2 separate regions of the Zea mays genome follow, and region 1 is linked to region 2. The links are chromatin contacts, called in public Hi-C maps. All regions are on one chromosome and are shown on one strand. Each heading gives the region's core, a stretch centred on a gene start, on an enhancer-like site or on the middle of the called end of the contact. The rest is flanking DNA. Distances are from core to core; before and after follow the strand shown. Region 1 holds the start of LOC100276408. Region 2 has its middle 18 kb from the start of LOC100285499.

Region 1 (4,600 bases), core at 321-2,820, 110 kb after region 2:
CGAGCCCTAGGGTCGGGCGAGGCGGAGCTTCCTATGGCGCCCGAGGCTAGACTTAGCTGCTGTCGGCCTCACTCTGGCGAGTGGCACAGCAGTCGGAGCAGGGCAGACGACGTTGTTTTCCTGTCAGGTCAGTCAGTGGAGCGGCGAAGTGACTGCGGTCACTTCGGCCTTGTCGACTGAGGAGCGTGCGTCAGGATAAGGTGTCAGGCGATCCTTGCATTGAATGCTTCTGCGATACGGTCGGTTGGCGTGGTGATCTGGCCAAGGTTGCTTCTCCGCGAAGCCTGCCCGAGCTGGGCCAAGGGCGAGTCGAAGGTGTGCCCGTTGCTTGAGGGGACCCTCGGGCGAGGCGTGAATCCTCCTGGGTCGGCTGTCTTTGCCCGAGGCTGGGCTCGGGCGAGGCGAGATCGTGTCTCTTGAGTGGACGAGGCCTTGACCTGAATTACGCCCATCAGGCCTTTGCAACTTTGTGTTGATAGGGGTTACCAGCTGAGATTAGGAGTCTTGGGGGTCCCCGACAGCTAGTTGCCCGTACTTTGCTACGATTGTTATATATATCATATAAATAGGTATTGAGATATTTATTCAAATATAATTGTAAACACTAAGCTATATGTGGTCTGGTGGTTAGTCCCAAATTTCTGGAGTAGAGGGCGTGGGTTCGAGTGCTCGCTTTGCAGTATTTTTTACGCGGATGGGGGTCGAGTGTTGGGCAGCGCAGTAGCTGGCTGCACAGTGAAGATCTTGTAGCACCAGGTGGCCACGTTATGTTCTTAATATAAATAGAATAGTATAGATGTATCAAGAGTAATAACCGGAAAGAAACTATAAACAAGATCAATAAAAGTTATAAACAACTCTAAACTATATATATCATTAGATAGTTCTTGATTTTAGAAAACTAATAAAATTAGATTCATATTTTTAAGCTAAAATGAATTTACTATACATTTACAAAGATTAGTTCAGATTTAATATTTTCTGAAAAATGACCAAATTAGTTACCAACGGTAAAATATCGAATAAATATGGTAATTTTCGGACCCAAATCGTTTCCGTTTCCGTATTTTTCTACCGATTTCGTTTCTATATTTTCGGTAAACGTTTTCGTTTAGCACTAAATTTTGGTAAAATTTCGAAAACGATTCTTGGTAACCGAAAATTACGGTTTCTGTTTTTGATCCCTAGTTAAAACCACCCGAACAACATTCTTGTTCTGTTTTCCACCACTTCGACTTCGAGATCAGCTGGAGCCTGGAGCAGCAGCTAGAATTGAACGGTTTTCTTTCAAATTCAACCCGAATTCGCGGAATTGTTAAAACTTTGACTAGTAGGCAACCAACTAGCCGCACAGTTATCCACGTCACCGCGAAATCAGCCAACCAATAAAGAATACGTCCGGCATTATCCTCTTGGTGGCCCCAGCAGTATTTCAACAGCAACAGCGCCCATGTTCCCTTCAATGCTTCCAATCCTTGGTCTCCAGCTCCGCCTCGCGTCTTCCTTTCCGCTGCAGGAAAGTGCAAACCCCCACTCAACTAAAAAAAGCCGCAAGGCAAAGAGAAAAAGCAACGCGAAGCAAACCACCATTTCGGCCTCCCCACCCCCATCCCATCTCATCCCCTCCGAGGCTCCAGGGACGGCGTGATGAGGCCAGCGGCGCCGGCTGCGGCGGCGGACGCGCACCAGTCGCGGCTGCTCTACGAGCTCTGCGCGCTCCTGCTGACCGTCCTCGGAGCGTCGCCGGACGACGGGGCGGGGGCGCGGCCGCTGCTGCCGCGGCAGGTGACACCTGCCGGGGTGGCGTCCATGCTGCTGGGCGCGTCCATGGCGCTGATGCTCTGCGGCTCGGTCACCTTCATGCTCGGATTCTTCCTCATGCCCTGGGTCGTCGGGCTCGGCTTCCTCTTCCTCTTCGTCGGCTTCGTCACCAACCTCTCCGGGATCTGGAGGGCCATCCTCCTCTGGCCCTCCGCCGCGTGCTCGCCCAAGGAAGCATCCTCCCCATGTACGTGATCACGCCGATTTACATGTTTGGGGACGAAACGACCCCACTTGCCCCCTTCCCTTACTGTATGATTTGAGGGGGTGCTCAATATCCGAACCCAGTGAAGAATTCGACGTGATTCCTGTTGAACACAAGAGTCGGTCGTTTTCATTTACTCGGATCGGGGCTAGTTGCGCCAAATTTGGCATCCTTCGCTTAGATTTTGATGAAGCACCGGACTAAGTTTTTGGGGGCGCTTGAAATTTCTGTGGATGTTGAAGCTGGAATAGGTTCTTGCTGCAAGTGAGGAATAAGACAGTTCTGGATATTTTAGTTAAAGAGGGCATCAGACGTGGCTATTTGATTTCCAGACGATGTGAAAAGCCTCCAGGAATTAGTTGGAGAAGTGTTATACCTCACTTTTACATTTTCTATTGCTTGGCTAACAAAACTAGCTTAGGATTTAAGTGCCCGGCACCGCCCAACCCATGGAAACAGAGGGGAAAAGTGGTCCAGCAAGTGATGGCCGCTGCCTGTTGCTGCAAGCCATTGCGAGTTCATTCTGAGTGTGGTTTAGACGTCTAGTTCTGTAAGTTAGATCCGGAAAGATTGTGATAACTGTAGTTGATTGTGATAACTGTAGTTCTGTAAGTTAGCTTAGGTAAAGAAATATGCATGTGAAGTCAAAAAGGTGAAATGGGAATTCTATTATCTGGTTGCTTAGTGCAAGTCAAAATTCTAGATCAAGGGGGAAAAGAAAACCTTCGTATATTTATTCATTCATGCTGATGGGATCACGGGAGACAGGGATGGCTCCTTATGAAAAAAAAATGCTTTCAGTGAAGGCAATATTAGGTAGGATTCATGATTTTGCAGAACAAGAGCTCTCCTGGACTCTTAGCTAAAGAGCAGAAAAGCAGCAGACAAGTGGGGCTCGTCCTGTACCATTTCCTTTTCAACATTTCACTATCAAGCTGCCATATATTCCAATGTGGACAGAATATTAGAGATACAAGACTGACATAAGCGTACAATTTAACCTCAGTATCATCACCGGCCTCGACTATCTCTAGACTAGAAAAATTATTATATTTAAGCAAGTGATAAGTCTATAGTCTATTTTTCTTCTTCTTTTATGTACAAAGCAGATAGACTAACCGTGCCAGTCCTACGTGAACTGGTACTACCATCTAGAATCACTCCACGTCGGTGGACTTACATTATCTTTATTCCCTTAGTGCCAGTCCTACGTCGTTGTCATTGTACAGAGAATTTATACATGTTTCACTTGTTTGGGTGTCCAGCACAACACTGTAAATATGACCTTTGGTGTTGTCTACTTCTTGCAGGGCATATACTTCCCAAGCCTTCATTCATGTCGATGTGAATGAAGGCAATCACAAAGCCGGGCTCCCACGGAGGTGTATAGAAACAGGGGAATTCGAGCAGACTGTTTTGTCTTTGGCAGCCTATATTTTCCTTCCTGGACAACCTTTTCTTTTTTACCATGTAACGCCGCAGCAAGTTTGGAAATGGTTTTATACTGTGGGGCTAGGAGGATACTTGTCTGTACATACGGAAAAGATGATCTGGTCTAAACATCACGTGGAGCTTGTAATTGTTTCAGAAACGTTGTTCCTTGGCAAAGAAAACGAGAGGTCCCGTATCGCTGTTCCACCAGTGAGCTTGTGTCGTCTCTCCAGTATTGCTGTTCCACTGGGTGTCTCACCTGAATCTACCGTTATGCTCCGACTTTGCTTATGTTTGGACTTTGAGAGGAGTGGATGCAACCTCCGAGAAATTATTTTTGATATTTAAAGTTTTGTAATACGAGAAATTAGACCATAAGTGAATATTTATAAGAAAAAAAACAGAATAGGTAGGTCCTATGGGAGAGAGGAGAGGGTAGGTTCGGGCCGCTCTAGCGTTGGACTTTTATCCTAGTTAACCCTCTCAATCAGATTTAACTCCGGCGATACGTCCACAGACTTACCGCCGCCGCCTCCGAGCTCCTGGAGAGGCAATGGAGAATTTTTGTATGGTATGGTCTGCAGCTTCGTCTGTTCCGGTTTGGATGGGGCGGTACGAGTCACTCATACCCGTAGGCGTAGAGAAGGCGTGCTTTCCTCACCGGTCTTGACAGAAATCTTACGCGTGAGCTTTCACCATCTGGCTTTATGCTTGTGATGTTACGCAACGAAACTGCAGCGACCGTGTGTCTTGTCGCCCACATCAACTGTCTCCTGTCCTAAACATCTCTAACAATCCCTTGCTTAAACATTGCCTAACCCCTGCCCAAACCCAGCAAGCGCAACAGACCTTGAAGAAAGTTCTCCCTCGAATTCTTCCTGAGCACCAAAGGGGCTATCTATAATGCGACCACGTTCGCTCGTGCTCCCATGTCCCAGACCTGCTAGAGCAGGAGAGCCACCGAGGCCCCCACGAAAGAAAACGATTGGGGTCAAAAAGAAAAAAGATAGGTGGTATGGCGACGGAAGAGTTGTGCCCTGCCACACGAAAAGCTCTACGCTGGTAGGCGCCGGTACGGGCATCATCACGCCATCACCCACCGTCAAGCAACAAACAAGTCATCCAAGGTGTCTTCGTTCTTCC
Region 2 (4,171 bases), core at 1,586-4,085:
GGCAACCAACGTTTATCTTAGCTCCTAATAGTGAGATTTGGGGTGCCTTTGGTTTGACTTTTGGCTTTGGCTTTTGCCCCCCTAAAAGCCAAAAGCCAACCAAATGGCTGGATATAGGAAGCAGCTTTTTCTAAAAGCCGACTTTCTCGTAGTGCAAATCTGAAAGCACCCCTGGACCTGCTTTTAGTGGCTTTTCGGATGGAACTGTGAAAACATATATCGAAGAATTTTTAACGACTTTTAGTGGTTTCCACCAAACGGTTTTTAGCTTTTTAACAGCTCACAGCCTACAGCAGCTTTTTCCACAGCTCACAGCCCACAGCAACTTTTTCCACAGCCACAGCCCAACCAAACAGACCCTTGATCTATCTTCTATGCGGCTAGCGAAGGAAAAGGTTATCGTCGCTCTATCCTGTCATCTCTGTATTGAGCTACAGCGTTCTAATGATGTTGCCATCCAACCTCGAATATATAATCCATATGTTCTAATCGTATAGTGGCTAAGGTTTGTGTACAAGGTCCTACAATCTCTAATAGTGGTATCGAAACAAGGTTGTTGTCTAGATCTTAACCTTAGATGTGTAAAAAAACCATCGGTTTAATAGATGAATCCAAACAATCTCTCCGTCTTAGATTCATCCACTAGAAAGCAAGCGGAAGAAAAGAAATAAAGAATCCTTGCGGAAGAAAATGAATCCAAACAATTTTCCAAGGGATTTCCATTTTTTAAGGGAAATTAGTTCATTTTCCCTTAGGAAAATAGAAATCCCTTGGAAAAATGGTATTCCCAAACTAGCCCTAACTATCCCGAGCACACCTAGAGGAGTAAGAGGGGAGGTAATAACTTACCCAATTGTTGTTGACCAGGACAAGAGACAACACAACTGCATGACGCTGCATGAGGGGAGAACATAAGTGAGGGCCACCACAGGTAGTGCAAGGACTTCATCGTGAGAAGACGAGGAGAAAGCGCTCAAGACATAGAGAGAGGGGGGAGCTACATTAGGGGAGAACAAATAAATTAAGTTTCCCCTTGATAAAAAATACAAGTTTTATACCCTAGCTTGAACGAATGCTAGCGGATGCTAACCATCTGGTTTGATTTGAGGGCACATAATGATCAGACTACTTTTGAACTAGGTGACAAGGAGATTTCGTGGCCTAGGTTGTAGCCTAGTGCACACGCGAGGGAGAGAGAAGCCGGGTAGGTTGGCCAAGTCAGGCCAATACTAGGCCATTTTGCCAATACGAACAATGTTGCACCGCTCTCTACCTCGTCATCTATGTGTGGAGCTACACCGCTCTAATGGCGTTGTCGTCCAAACTTAAAGTATAACACACATGTTATATCACATCCGATTGTTAGATTTTGTGTACAAGGTCCTACAACTTCTAACAAGGTGAAGATTGAAGAACGGAACGTCCACCACCATTAGCAATGGGAACAACCTCTTTGGCCCTGCTTACTTCAACTATCGCAACTGTTGTTTCTACTATGAAATGGGAGGGGGATATGTAGCCATAGTTGTTGTAGCATCTGAAAAAACATCTTCTGAATAGGTCGTATGCTCAGGCGTCAGCGAGGAGGAAGAGTTGTGTCTCTCACTTGGATTTTTGGCCGCTACAAGATGGGGCGTGTGCTGCCATCTCCTAGCTAAGTTGGATCTGGGCGAGGGTGAGGAGGCCATGGCCCATCAGACAAGGGAGGAAAGGAGGTTAAATAATCTTAGGATTTCTCCCGTGGCGCCTTCGAGTGGCTTCCGCTTCACATTGAGGGTTTTGGGAAGAATAGCACGAAGAGAAAGTTGTCATCATGATCTATTTAAGCCTAGGGATAGTAGTGGTGAATTTTTTTTATCGGGAAATAGCTCTCCATCCCGTCCTCGCGAGAAGAAAAATCTAATGTCACCATGCCCACAAGAAGAAAAATTCCATGTATGCGTCCCATCACCACGAAAGCTCACGGGGGACTTCTGTTTCTCCCATCCCGTCCCTAGCAGGGATTTTATACTTGCAGGGAATCCGTCCCTATTAGGAAATTCAGATTTTGGAGACAAATGTAAATTGGTTATATCAACATTAATATATATTAAACAAATAACATTTAAAATTATAAGAGACATGCACTTTAGGTTGTTTGCTATTCATGCTAGGCTATGTATTGAATTTTAGTAGAATTTTAATATATCATGAGGCTAATTTAGAGCAAGGAAATTTCGCAGGATGGGTATGTAGGGAACGAGGAGCTCAATGAGGACTTTTTCCCCCATTTCGATCTTCGTGATGATTAATAGGAGAATTCCTCATGGAAACATTAGGGCTCAGGTTCCATTAGCATTCCTATTGAAGCCCGTAGTTTTTAGCTGATCAATAATTTGTCTTTGGTATCAAAGATGAGCATCGGTAATGCTGACATAGGCGCCCTGGTGGGCACGTTTTAGGTGGAGGTGATTTGGATTTCGGTTTCCCTGGTTTTGCTAAATATGCTGACCAACTCCGGCACGGAACTGATGACGCGTGCCGGCGCGCATTTACCACGAACTACGACTTACACAAGGTCAAAGCCTAGCACAGTGACTGCGATTGACCCTCGTAGCCTTTTTTTTTGACGGTACGAGAACGAGAGGAGCACTTCTGCAAAAGCTATCTCAAGATTGGAGACGGGTGGCCGGGAACGTTCGTCTGCCCGAGGTGTGCATGACGCCATGCACCCGAGGTGTGACGCTTGGCTTGGTGGTGGTAGGGGAAAAAAATTGTTTACATCCTCGCAGTCGCACGCAGGGGCAGACAGGCTCGGCTGGGGTAAAATGGGCCATGGCCGTCCCTTTGTCGCGTGTGCTGTTGCTGTGCCAGCAGCAGGCGCGCGCGGCCACACTAGTATTCATCAGGGCCCGCGCGCGCTACAGGGAAGGGAAGCAAGCAGATAAAAGGGGCACGGGAAGGTGAGATCAAATCAGATTATTATTATTATTTAACCCTGGCCGTCTCTCAGGTCTGGTCTGGAGACTGTCCGGAAGAGGAGAGAATTTTGCTGCCGTCGCATCCACAACAGAATGGAGAAAATAATATAAAAAAACCACGCCGCCGTCGCTGTCCGCGAGCTAACGCAACGCAAGGTTGACAAAAAGGCCACAGAAATCTCGCAGAGATTTTTCTTCTTCAATAAGAGCTCTACGGTACCTTTTTTTAAGACCTCTGCAGTCAGTCCCAGTCCCAGCGCAGTTGGAGGTCGAGGAAGCAGGCCACGTCCCTGTCTATCCATTACTACTGCGTTCGCGTGTAGTAGTAGCCGTGGATGAAATGAAACGAAACGAAACGATACGAACTCAGGGCAAGACAAGAACCACCAGCACCAGTTGGTGATCCACACGGTCATGCGGGCGAGAGAGGCGACGACGCAGGCAGGGCCCGTCGCTAGCTTTCCGGCGGCCCCGACAGCGACCGGGCCGAGCCGTACGTCGCGGTCGGGCGCACTGTTTGGGCAAGACGCCGAGCCGAGCGGCGGAGGCATGGAAGCTGCGATGCGCGATCGGATCCGCTGCCTAGCCAGACGACGGCGACGCCACGACACAGCGTGGTAGCGAGCCGTCGGTCTTTGAAGCGACGACTGCCAGACCAGACTGCCTTGTTGTTATTGTTATTACTGGACTGGACCGTCCGTGGAGCGTACGTTAGCTAGACAGCGACGTGATAGAGACCGTCAGAGGACAGACGGCGTGGGGGTGTGTGTGTGTGTGTGTGTGGTGTAGCGTGCGTGGAATGGAACAGAGGAGGTGTAGTAGGAAAACTTGGCAGTCACGTCGTGATCCTTCTCCAGTTTAGGGTTACGCGAGTACTGACTGGTACCGCTAGCTTCACCGCAAGCAAGTATCACCATCGTCGCCCGGCCGGTTACAGTAGTTCGTTCGGCTGTGGTGTGGACGTAGTCCTGCACTGCACGCTCCGTCCGTCCGCCCGCCGGTGCTCCCCTCTGAGGTCCGGACTCCACCATCAGTCTTCTAACTATAGAACATAGTAGAACCATGGGCCGGGCCGGGCACAATAAAGGCCAACAGGAGCCGTCTGTCTCCTGCGCAGTGGGAAGCAATCCAACTGCCCATTGAGGGCTTGTTCGGTTATTTTCAATACATATGGATTGAAGGGGATTGATACGGATTGAGAGGGATTTTGA

Evidence for each region. Hi-C and Micro-C count contacts between places; a contact is called where the count stands out from the background.
Region 1: a contact with region 2 is called in a Hi-C map of leaf mesophyll, with 1.7 times the contacts expected there. The contact joins the promoter of LOC100276408 here to the enhancer-like site in region 2. A contact is called at or near these places in 3 of 25 Hi-C or Micro-C datasets (ear, leaf mesophyll and root tip).

Annotation. Positions count from the first base shown.
Region 1 is chr7:142,978,194-142,982,793 of Zm-B73-REFERENCE-NAM-5.0, forward strand. It overlaps LOC100276408, which reads left to right and starts at 1,571. Exons shown (of 2, transcript NM_001150211.2): 1 at 1,571-2,008; 2 at 3,337-3,667. The coding sequence starts at 1,648. The coding sequence ends at 3,374.
Region 2 is chr7:142,867,201-142,871,371 of Zm-B73-REFERENCE-NAM-5.0, forward strand. No RefSeq gene overlaps it. Among protein-coding and RNA genes, the nearest start is that of LOC100285499, 18 kb to the left of the region's middle. Within about 2 kb of position 2,836, at least 18 of the 20 cell types and tissues checked have an H3K27ac peak or open chromatin away from gene starts, as enhancers often do. A contact at or near this core is called in ear and leaf mesophyll, where this site is marked.